Linked DNA regions of Mus musculus: region 2 is linked to region 1. The links are chromatin contacts, called in public HiChIP or PLAC-seq maps. All regions are on one chromosome and are shown on one strand. Each heading gives the region's core, a stretch centred on a gene start, on an enhancer-like site or on the middle of the called end of the contact. The rest is flanking DNA. Distances are from core to core; before and after follow the strand shown.

Region 1 (5,806 bases), core at 2,023-4,522:
TTCTAGTCTGCACACTCTTCATTTGTAACATTTTGGGGGGGAGGGGCTGTTGAGGAGGGGCAGAGCCACTTGGCACATGGTGAGGCCACCAAACTGTGTCACAGTTAAGGTTAAGGCTTTCTTTTTTTTTTCCAGAGCCTGCCCTTAGCCTGGCCTGCCTGTGTTACATACAGTATCACAGCCTGGGCTACCACTCCAGCTGTCGATTGGCTAAGATTGTTTGGGGGAGGGGCTAGTGAGATTGCTGCTGAGCCTCTGCTGGCCTGGGTTCAAGCCCCAGAGCCAACATGGTGGAAGGTGGGATCAAGGAAGAACTCCATTGAGGACAGGCCCTGCTTATACTGAATGTAGGTAGACCTTTTCTTAAATCCAAAGTAGGCAGCCATCTGGTGGCTGGGCTGGGTCACCACCTTCCCCTTCGCTCTCTGTCCTCCCAGGATTAAGAGAACAGCTGGGGACAAAGGGAGCTACTTGGAGCTAGGCAGGAGAGGAAGGGTTTTTATCAGGAAGGCAGGAGAGAGACCTGTGACAGTGTTAATGGTTAAAGTAGAAGGTGCAGGAATGGTCCCAGTGATGATTTTAAGGTGAAGTAGAGCAACTGGAACTGTCACCCACAGGAGAGGGGCTGTTCAAAGTGGGATGCAGTCACAGGAATGGAGGGAGGCTGGAATGGGCTAGCCACTGAGTTGATGGTCTTGTTCTCCTGAAGGCGGAGATTTGAGGCCTTCAGCTTCACAGTGAATTCACAGCTACCCTGGACCCACCTGAGAAAGAAGAAAAGGTCTTGGTCTTTGCCCTCCAGATGTAAACAGATTTGTTGAGCTTGGACTGTTTGAGATGGACCTTCCCCTCCCTAAACCTGTAGCTTTAGGACAGACACCTTTGCAACTTTTTCAGTCCAGCAGAGGAAGTTTGGTTGCTAGGAGTGATTCAGAGCCAAGGTTGCAATAACAGAACTGTGACAAGGCTAATGTTTCTGGTTGTTGAGGTTTGGTTTTGTTTTTGAGGCAGGGTTTCCCTGTACAGCCCTGGCAATCCCGAAACTCTAGACCAGGCTGGCCTTAAATTTGGAGATTTACCTGGCTCTGTAGCCTTAGCTAGCTGAAAACTTGCTCTGTATCTCAGTCCTTCATGTTGTAGTTTTCTTCCTACTTCCTAAGTGCTAGGATTATAAGCATAAACCACTAGACTCAGCTCACTCACACACACCAGCATCGCTCTGGGTAACCCAGGCTAGCCTGGGCTAGTGCTGTCACCATCACCTCCAGATGGCTTATAGCTGGTCTTTGCTGCTTTGTGGGTTCTTTTCCCCACCCTTTATCCTCCCCTCCACCCCATTTCACCCCCTACCACTAGATAAGAGAAAAGGAGAGAGGAGAGAGATCCCTGAATTGAACTTTTGTTTCTTTTATGAGCATGACTACTAACAAACCAAAACCAACCAAATGAAGCCAACAACCACCCACGCTTGTTGGGGTGCTAGCATTTATGTACCCTCTGAAAAGTTCCCAGAATTCCAAATGTCACACAGTTGCAGAAACTATCTGCAGCTGGTAAAACCATGCCTCTGCTAGAGCACGAGGCAAATCATAGTCAGCTGCTGTGGACGGTCCGATGCAGCCCACACCCCACACCTGGGATTAAAACAAAAGTGCTTTCTTAAAATATTTCTGTATTTTTAAAGAAACCACAATTCCAGAATTCTCACTACAGTGGCTCTCAATCTTTGAGTCATTGTGAGAACTTTTTAAAAAATTAATCAGTGCTCAGACCCTACCCTCTATGAAAGAAACCCCAAATCTCCAGAGATACACAGCTTTAAGAATGTCCAGGAGAGATGGCTTGACAACGAAGAGCTGGTCCTGCTCTTACAGAAGTTCAACTCCCTGCACTCACATGAGCACTCCCACACAGACACATAGTTAAAATAATAAAAGACTAAGCTGGGCAGTGGTAATACTTGCCCTTAATTCCAGCACTCCAGAGGCAGAAGCCAGCAGATCTTTGTGATTTCAAGGCCAACCTGGTCTACAGAGTGAGTTCCAGGACAGCCAGGGCTACAGAGACTGTCTCAAAATTACTACTACTACTAAAACAAAAAAGAAAACCTCCCTGCGGACCACGAGCAGTGAGGCACTGTGAACCAGCCACTGGCTATTTAGATTCCCTATGCCAGACATTCGAAGGTTATTTTGAAAATTCCTGAAATGTGATGATTCATGGCTCATTGATTTTGGCTGATACATCAACATTGCCTTTGAGTTGCCAGAAAAGGAACGAAGCCAAGCATGGTGGCCCATACCAGTAGTCTCAGCACTCAGGAAGTCGAGGCAGGAGGCTTGCTTTGAGTTCGAAGCCTTCATAGACTTCATCATAGTAGTAATCCACTACCCAGGGTTACATAGCAAGATTCTATCTGGAAAAGAAAAAGGGAAAGAACAGACGTAGTAGTTCACTCTAAGGATTTGGAAGACAGAAAGATTGCTGTGCAAGGCCAGCCTGGGCTACAGAGTGAGACGTCTCAGAACAAAACCTGGGGCTGGCAGCCTGCCCTCGTTCTGTGTCGTGCACTGGAGACCAGTAAGCCAAGCTGCACCCTGGCCTCACACACCCCTCTTTGCACAGCAGACTGTACCCCAGCTTCTGCTGCTACCTGAGGACTAGCTGTGGCTCCGAGCAGGCCAGACTAGACGTGTGCCCAAGAGCCGGCAAGAGCCGGCAGGGAGCAGGGCTCAGCACAAGGCAGAAAGGAGAGGTGCAGCCGGCAAGAGTTGGAGCCAGACCTCGGCATCCGGACCTGGGGCAGCCATAGACAACCCTTTGCCACTGGCTTCTTCATTTCTGTTGAGACACATTCTCATTATGTAGTCCTTCTTAGCCTGTAACTCACTATGTCGACCAGGCTGGTCTCCATCTCACAGATACCTTCCCACTTCTGTCTCCCAAATACTGAGACGAAAGGCAGGTGCTACCACACCTGGCATACTGTGTCTTTTGAGGGCCTTGAAATAACAGAAATAAAAGGCTGGAACTGTGCACATCATCGAGTAAGCTGCCAGAGTGTGAGACTTGTCACAAATCTAAGTGCCAGAGGCATAAAGGCGATGCCTGCTCCAAGGGAACTGACTGGTAGTCTCAGTGGTGGGGGAGCTATGGGGCGTGGTAGGGGAGTGGACAGGGAAGTGAGATGGAACCCTTGTACCGAAGCAGGGGCCTGGCCTCAGAACAAGGCCGGAACCCAGCCTGATTAGCTTTGAGGAAGGCTCTTGCTGAGTCACTGAGCTGGGAGAGGCTCTCAGGCCCCCTGACTGTTCCCAGCTGGGGTGACAGATGGTGGAGAGGCCTCAGTCTTGGGGAGTGGAGCCAATAGAGGCTGTGCCTGGAGCCTACTCCCACCTCACAGGACCTTCTATATTTCTCTTCTTCCGGGTGGGGCCTCCAAACCCTGCTGGCAGTACAGGCCCTTCTTCTTGTCCCATCTGGTTTCCTGGCTTGGCTTCTCCCTTGCAGTGAACCTGCATTGGAGCCCCTGGAGAGATGCTGTACCCAACTGTGGGGAGCCCCTGCATAGCTGTGCCTCTGGTGTGCGAAGCCTTACCTGACCAGTAGACAAGTGAGGGTTCAGCCCTAATGCCAGATGGGGAAGGAGGCCCTGACTACACCCCTCAGTGGGTTAGGAAAATTGGGCCTTGGGCCCTGTCTATTCTCAGTAGTAAACACTGTACTGGTAAAGAGCCAGGCTTGGCTGTGGGTGCTTTCTGTACAAACGTGTCATCACCGTGCTGGGAAAAGACTATTAGTCATCTCAATTTGGTAATGGAGGAGGCAGATAGAGGAACAAAGGACATCCTGTAAGGTCGTTCATCCAAAGAGGGTCAGGTGTCCAATGGCGGTGGTGGTACACAACTTTAATCTCAGCACTCAAGAAGCAGATAGAGCCAGGGCGTCGTGGCGCACACTTTTAATCCCAGCACTTGGGAGGCAGGGGCAGGCGGATTTCTGAGTTCGAGGCCAGCCTGGTCTACAGAGTTCGTTCCAGGACAGCCAGGGCTACACAGAGAAACTCTGTCTTGGAAAAAAAAAAAAAAAGAAGCAGATAGATTTCTGAGTTCCAGGCCAGCCTGGTCTACATAGCCAGTTCCAGGACAGCCAGAGCTACACACAAAACAAAACAAAAACAAAAAAGAGGGTCTTAGTTTAAGTGGCTTTAGTCTTAGAGTCTTGAATGTTGCTCTCCTGGAACAGGGTTCCATTTCATGTCCTGCAGCAACTGGAATAGAGGCAAAGTTGAGCCGGATATGCAGTGGCTTGGAGGACTCAGAGCAGAGGGATCAGCTTGGGGGCAGGGTGGGGCATAGAGGAGAGATGGGACACCGGATGGACAGGACTGGACAACATGGCAGGACAGAGCCTGGAAGTCAGAAGGCAAGTTGTAAGCCTGGAAAAGCTACCCTCCTGAGAATCGGGGATCTCAGCCTCCTGTGAAAAGGGAACCCAGAACAGCTTCTAGGTTAGATCGAAGCTGCAGGGTTAAAGAAAGAGGCAGTTGTTCCCTGCTTTATGTGTTTCCAAACAAAGTCCCTTCAGAGCAACTTCGGGATGGACTTGATCTTACTACTGTTTGAGGTTGCAGTCAGCATGCCTGATGGTATGGCAGCAGGACCCTGAGGCAGTGGGTCACACTGTACCCACCAGCTATCAGGACCTGAGGCAGCGGGTCACACTGTACCCACCAGCTATCAGGAAACACTGAATGCTGGTCCTCAGATTTCTCCTTTTGAGTCAGCATGAACCCCAAGCCCACAGAGTGGTGGTTAGGCTGGGTCTTCCCACATCAATTAAACCTACTGTAGAAAATTCCCTTAGAAACATGCCCTGAGGACCATCTCCTGGGAGATTCTAAACATTGTGAAGTTGGCAGCGCTTAGCCATCCCAAGCAAAATTTCCTCCCTTTAACATGGGAAGCATATCAGAAAAGCATTGTAGTCGGCGGTGGTGACACACGCCTTTAGTCCCAGCACTTGGGAGGCAGAGGCAGGTGAATTGTTGAGTTTGAGGACAGCCTGGTCTACAGAGTGAGTTCCAGGACAGCCAGGGCTACACAGAGAAACCCTGTCTCGGAAAAAACAAACAAACAAACAAACAAAAAAAAAACAGAAAAGCATTGGGCCAGGGAAGTTAGCTTAGCTGGTAAAATGCTTGTCATTCAAGTGAGCCCTGAGTTCAGTCTCCAGCACTTAAAAAAAAAAGCTGAGCTGCTGAGTTGGTTCAGTTCCCAACATGGAAGTTCACGATTGTCTGACGCTCCAGTTTCAAGGGATCTGGCATCTTCACGAGGACATACATGCAGGCAAAACACCAATGTATATAAAATAAAATACAATAAATCCTTAAAAAAAAAAAAAAAAAGAAAGAAAAGATATCTAAATTGTGATTTTGGCCCCACTGGGGATGTGAAGACAGACAAATCCCTGGACCTTGCTGGCCAGCCAGCCTATTGGAATTGGCAAACCACAGGTCATACAGAGAAATTATGTATGTTTGTTTGGGGGGGAGGGGGGGACTTGTCTAAAAATAACCAAGGTTGGACAGGAGACATGAGGTGAAGGTGCTTGCTGCTGAGCCTCACAGAGTTTGGGCCCAGGGATCCACACGGTGGAAGAAGACTTCCACGGCACACTCTGGCACACGCACCCACTTAATAAAATTTAACAAATTAAAAACAGAAAGTAAGCTGGGTGGGGGTAACACATGCCCAGCACTCAGGCTGCTGGTTTCCGATTTGAGGACAGCCAGAGCTACACA
Region 2 (5,806 bases), core at 2,165-4,664, 460 kb before region 1:
GGTGACTAAAACATTACCTCAGAAGCCTCAGTTTCTTCCTCCAAACACTAATCTGTCTCTAGAGGAGTGAGCCTGCTCCTAAAATGCTGTAATAGGATTGCCTAATGCCATAAGCCCTGGATTTGATCCCCAGTACTGCAAAGCAAGGCCATAACTGCTCAACTCCTTGAGCCTAAATCCCATTGTTACACAGCCTGCTCTGCCAAGGGAGCCGGCTAAGCTCCACCCACAGTTCTGCTCCTCCTGTTTCAAGCTTAACCGTGGCAGTTCCAAATTCTTCAGTCTCATTCCTCTATTTGAGTCCTTACCTGGTACTGGACTCTCTGGAGGATCTGCAGGTAGAGTAGACAGTTGGAATGGGGGTTCTAGGTCACTGGGTGTAGGCATTGGCTGACCAGCTTTTGTCACAGGCTCAGCTCTCGGGTGAAGGGACAAAGTAAGAGTTGGGCGTGCTTCCAAGTCCAGACCCCTTCTGTGGCAGTGCTTCCCCGGGCCCTTCAGGCTTCTGAAGGTGCTGTAAGGAAGGATTAGACAGGTAAATCCTGATGCCCCCAGCTCTGGATATCTGCATGATAGCTTTGATAATCCTTTCCCCACCCTCTCACCTTTGTGCTGGGACAATGAGGTTGGGCTGATCTTCATCAAAACCCTGGATATAAACAGGGGAGGTATTTTGAAAAGGCAGGAAGCCATTTTTGGCTTCTCCAGTTCCCCATGATATTCACAGATATCTGCTTGGTTGTACACAAAAGATTTTTTTCTTATTTCCTTTAAGTAGTGTCCACCAAATAAAATTTTGTTGTCATTGGGGTAGTGGCACATGCCTTTATCCCAATACTTGAAAATAGATACAGGCTATAAATTGGGATAGCCTAGTCTACACAGCAAGTTTTAGGCCAACCAAGTCTACATATTGAGACCTTGTCTTAAAACAAACAAGCAAACAAATAAAAACTTGTGTTTTGGCCTTTACAGAAATCCACCTCTAGCCCCATGCTTGCCCTAGCTGGAACCAGACATCTTCACTGTACTTTCTTATACCTCTGCTGGTTGTCTGCCACTGGCAATGTCTTCCAGTACCACCACTAGGGTGGGCTGTGGGACCTGGTCTGTCTTTTTTGAGGGGCTCTCCTCTGGGCCAGATGCTGCCCTTGATCTCATTCTCAAGGCAGGCGAGGACTGGCGGGCTCGAGTCAAGGGTTCTCTGCACAAATGCAGTGGGTCAGGAGGCCTAGAGAAAGAACAAGAAGGTCGGCGGGGTCAGTGGGCTCAGCTGTCTTCTCAGCTTAAACCCTTCCCTTTCACACTTACCTGGCTTGCATGGACCACTTGACCTGTTGGGATGGTAAAGCAGGTGACTGTGTGCAGACAGGATCCTGATGATGGTTGTGAGTCAGTGGGCTGGGAGTGTCCTCTTTGTGTGTCAGGGGGACCTACAAGAGGAAGGGCTGTAAGATGCAAGCAAAACTGGGTTTATGCCTATAATCCCAGCATTTGTGAGGCTAACACAGAAGACTGCTCAGAGTTCCAGGCCAGCCTGGTCTAAAAGGTGAGACGCTGTCTCAGTAAGACAAAACAAAACCCAGAGAAATAGAGTGACTGGACAGGGTCTTCTGTGTCTCACTGTGTCCTTAGCCACAGAGGTGAAAGAGATTTTCAGCTGGACTCCACGAAAATCCCTAAAAGAGGTGATTTGGTCTAAATTAGGGGTGAGATATTATTAGTCAGGAACTACAGGCGTGAAATGATGTAATCTCTTCTTCTTACCCAGGTTCTAGAGAAATAGAAAAATGGTAAAAGACAGTACCATTTTTCTCATGTCTGCCTTGTGGCCAAAGACACTACCAGCATGCTTCCGAACAAGAGAACAGAGAAGTGACAATTTTGGATTTTTGGGTTTTTTTTTTCTTTCTTTCTTTTTTTGGGTTTTTTTTTTGGGGGGGGGTTGTTTGTTTGTTTTCTGAGACAGGGATTCTCTGTGTAGCTCTGGCTGTCCTGGAACTCACTCTGTAGACCAGGCTGGCCTCGAACTCAGAGATCTGCCTGCCTCTGCCTCCCAAGTGCTGGGATTAAAGGCTTGCACCACCACTGCCCGGCTTTGGTTTCTTTTTTAAAAAGCACGAAAATATCATGTTTTTGTTTTACTCCCAGGTGTGGGATATGGGACTGCTTTAGATTGTCCATAGCAACTTACTAAGATTTGCCTCCAGCAGGGGCATAATTTTGCCAGCTACAGACAGGTTCTGCAATTGTATGACTTTTGGAATTCTGGGGACTTTTCATGTTAAGGCCCCCAAGGAATGGGTTGGTTATTGATTGGATGTTTGTTATTATTCACAAGAAGAAAGTAGATATCCTGATGGCGAAGATCAAACCTGCCCCAAGGAACTCGACACCCCTAATCAGCAGAAAGTAGCCTACCATCGCCCCATTCCCTCCCTTGCCTTTATTCGGAGATCTCTTTCCTCTCTATTCTTTTTCTTTCTTAACTAGTGTTAGGGGGTTGGGAGGATGGAAGAACCCACCAAGTAGCAAAGGATAGCGATAACAGGGCAGTCAGAAGAGTTTTTCATACTTAGTAGGATGTGGTTGGGTGAGTGGGTGACTGGACAGGCACATGAATTACCCAAAACCATATGGTCTTGCATTATGGAGGCTGCTTTGAAGGCTGGCTTAGTGGAACTGGTCTGACTTTAGTACTAAGCCAGGGCGGGGATGGAGGATAGGGAAGAGGGAGTGGTCTTTCACTTAAAGGGCTCACCCTGTTTGTAGTCATGACATCTTCCAACACCACGGCAAGGACCCTCCGAGAGGCCTTTTCTAGGGATGAAGGGGTCCCCAAAGGCTGCAGCCTCGGTCTTTTCGGGCTCCTGGCTTCCCATGATGCTCGAGATAGAGGCTGACGGCACAGGCTTGGCTGTGTAAAAGGGCTGGAGGGTGAAAGTAGAAGACAGTTGCCTGAACCTGTTGTTGCCTCTGTTGTAGTCGGGTGCAGCCGTCAGCATCCCCGTCTCCCGAGCTCAAGTCAGGCGGGCGGGGTACGCTCTCACCTGGAGTTCCCAGGCAAGTCCATGGGGGAAGCGGCGGTTCCGGGGAGTCCCTGGGGTATCCCAGGCTGAGGCCTGGGGTAAATTGGGGAGCGGGGGAGTGGGGAATGAGGGCCAGTTCCTCCCCCGGGACTCCGCCCTTCATAGTCCGCCTGCGGCTCCCGGTAGGGCACAGGCCCTTCCTCCAAAGGGCGCCCCCGGCCGGCCTCTCGGAGCCGGGTCTTCCCGCTGCAGCCGCCTTGATCACTCGGGCCCTGCCTGGCACCTGCCGCGAGACTGGATTGCGGAGGTTACAGCTCTCCCACCGCTCGAGCCTCCTGGGACCTTTGTCCCTGTTAGATGCCTCCCTGAGGTTCTCTGGGATCCGGTGGGATCCCGGTCCCGAGAGGCTTCCGTTTCCGCTAGATTCCTCTGTGGTCCTCGCCCCACCAAGCAAGAGCTCCAAAAGAATTACTCCACTTAGTAACAGCCCTCCCTCCTACCAGATCGCCTAAATTGGATCTCTGTGGAAAGAATCCTACTGCGCGGTTCTTCCAATCAGAAGCCGCGCAACTTGCCTCCTCCCACTGAGAGCTTCAGCTTAACGAAGTTCCCCTTGGGGGAGGCCTAAACTCATCACTGAACTCAGTCCGGATTCTGGGTTATAAACTGTCAAACCAACCGGTAGACCATTCACTCCAATCCCAGAAGGTCCAGCCCACCGGTAACATCCCACCCCAAGCCCCCGCCCTACTTGGATCCCCGCCCCGCGTTCTCGGGCGCCCCGGACCAGTTGGCTCAAACGTTTTCTTCTCCCCCCGCCTCCCGGCCCTCTCTCCAGCCCGGTCCCCCCCACTCCCACCCCTCCCCTACGCCTCTCACCGCAGCTTTCCAAGGATCCGGGTTTCAAACAGCTCCCACCTCCGGCTTCTTTAAAGCCTGCCTTATGCAGCGCTGTCCAACCGTCAGAGGCCTTCTTCTGTGTGTCTTAAGCACCGCCCAATTGCCGGTTCCGGTCTTCCGGGGTTAGGAGAAACTGCGTGAAATCTCCTGCCCGCCATAATACGTAGGGGCAAAGAAGCTCAATTGTGCCTGCACCGCCATTTTAATTGAGGGCAGTCTGATTTTAGCACTAGTCGACCGAAAAGCGTCATTTTTCAAAGGCTGGTCAGCGACCAACTACTATATCACGTTTCTTGTTATATTTGGACAAGTGTAGGAAAGCTAAAGTTTCTCCACCTAACGTAATTTTTCTTGTTCTTAACGCCGGTGAATATCGATTAAATGTTAAGGATTTGGGAATTTCCCATTTTCTTAGGTTTAAGTTCCTTAGGATTGAAGTTCCGGAAGTCGGGACGGCGGGACGGAAAACCTGAAGATCCCAAGTTAAAGAGTAGGCCTGATGTGGCCTCTAGCTTCCAATTCAGTTTCTGGAGAGACCAGGAACAGCCTAAGTGGGGAGAAGGCTGGGTGCGGTGAGCTTCATTCACTAGCATTTCTCTCTCTCCTCCCCCCCCCCCCTCCTTTCTTCCTAGGTAGTGTCTGCAGGCCACTCAGAAGGCGACTAATATAACCAACCTGGGGTTGCTTGGTGGAGCCGGTTCATTGTCCTTCCTGTTCTGGGCTGGCAGAAGTAACTCTTGGAAGAGGAGCCTGTCCTCTGCAGGGTGTCAGGTAGTCTTTTGGAATAAGAGATAAGCAGTCGATCCTAATGCTGGAGAGCCTGCTCCAAAGGACCTTTTGTTAGGAGCTGGACTACTGGTGGGGAAGAAGTGGTCATTTACTGGCATCTTGCACTATGAATGCGCCTTTACCACCTAACCAAAGCTCCTAACTCCCCAAGAATTAGCTGTTCTGTGTCTCAGTGTGTGTGTTGGTATGTGGAGGTCAGAAACCATTGTTAGGTGTCTTCCTCAATTGATCTTTTTGTTTTTGTTTGGTTTTGGAGACAGGGTTTCTCTGTGTAGCCCTGGCTGTCCTGGAACTAACTCTGTAGACCAGGCTGGCCTCAAACTCAGAAATCCACCTGCCTCTGCCTCCCAAGTGCTGGGACCAAAGGCATGCACCACCACTGCCTAGCTTGATTGATCTTTTTAAAGAAAAAAAAAATTACTTTTAAAAAAAGTATGTTTTTCAGATCTTTGTGAGCGTGAGGCCAGCCTGGTCTACAGACTTAGTTCCAGAATAACCAAGGCTGTTAAACTGATAAACCATGACTGGAAAAACAAAACAAAACAAAACAAAAAAAACAAACAAGCAAAACAACAAATATGTATGTTTATTGCCAAGTGGTGGTGGGACAAACCTTTTACCCCAGCACTCAGGAAACAGAGACAGGTGGATCTCTGAGTTCAAAGCCATCCTAGTCTACATAGTTCTAGGACAGCATAGGCTACACAAACCCAGTCTGGAAAACCAGACAAAGAAAGAGGTATGTTTACTTGTGTGTTGTATTAGTTAGGGTTCTCTAAAGGAATAGAACGGTTACAATGAATATACATATATGGGATTTATTAGAGTGGCTTAGAGGCTGTGGTTCTAGCAGCCCAACAGTGGCTGTCTCCTGACTGAAAGGGCAAGGATCAAGTAGTTGTTCAGTTCAGAAGACTGGCTGTCTCGGCAGTCCCATCTGGTGCTAGAGTCCCAGGGAAGTCCTAGAGAGCTGCTGGTCTTCAGTCTGTGTTGGAATCCTGAAGAAGTAGGTTCTAATGAAAGAGTAGTAAACTCAGTGCTCCAAGGTATGCTAATCATAAAACAGATAGTGACATTCCTTCCTCCAC

The links. HiChIP or PLAC-seq counts read pairs in DNA pulled down with a chosen protein or histone mark.
Region 2: an H3K27ac HiChIP or PLAC-seq map of hepatocytes shows a contact between it and region 1, with 4 times the contacts expected there. The contact joins the promoter of Prr14 here to the enhancer-like site in region 1. A contact is called at or near these places in 1 of 39 promoter capture datasets (erythroid cells), 5 of 484 Hi-C or Micro-C datasets (CD8 T cells, embryonic stem cells, erythroblasts and 2 more), 7 of 115 datasets of contacts at active chromatin or transcription factors (double positive thymocytes, hepatocytes, pancreatic cancer cells and 4 more) and 1 of 9 other capture datasets (liver).

Annotation. Positions count from the first base shown.
Region 1 is chr7:127,006,342-127,012,147 of GRCm38.p6, reverse strand. The region is part of intron 1 of Mvp (major vault protein); the gene reads left to right. Among named protein-coding and RNA genes, the nearest start is that of Mvp, 5.3 kb to the left of the region's middle. Within about 2 kb of position 3,272, at least 296 of the 459 cell types and tissues checked have an H3K27ac peak or open chromatin away from gene starts, as enhancers often do. A contact at or near this core is called in CD8 T cells, embryonic stem cells, erythroblasts and 7 more, where this site is marked.
Region 2 is chr7:127,469,222-127,475,027 of GRCm38.p6, reverse strand. It overlaps Prr14 (proline rich 14), which reads right to left and starts at 3,414. Exons shown (of 11, transcript NM_145589.2): 1 at 3,051-3,414; 2 at 2,762-2,930; 3 at 1,312-1,433; 4 at 1,042-1,231; 5 at 606-649; 6 at 309-514. The coding sequence starts at 3,073.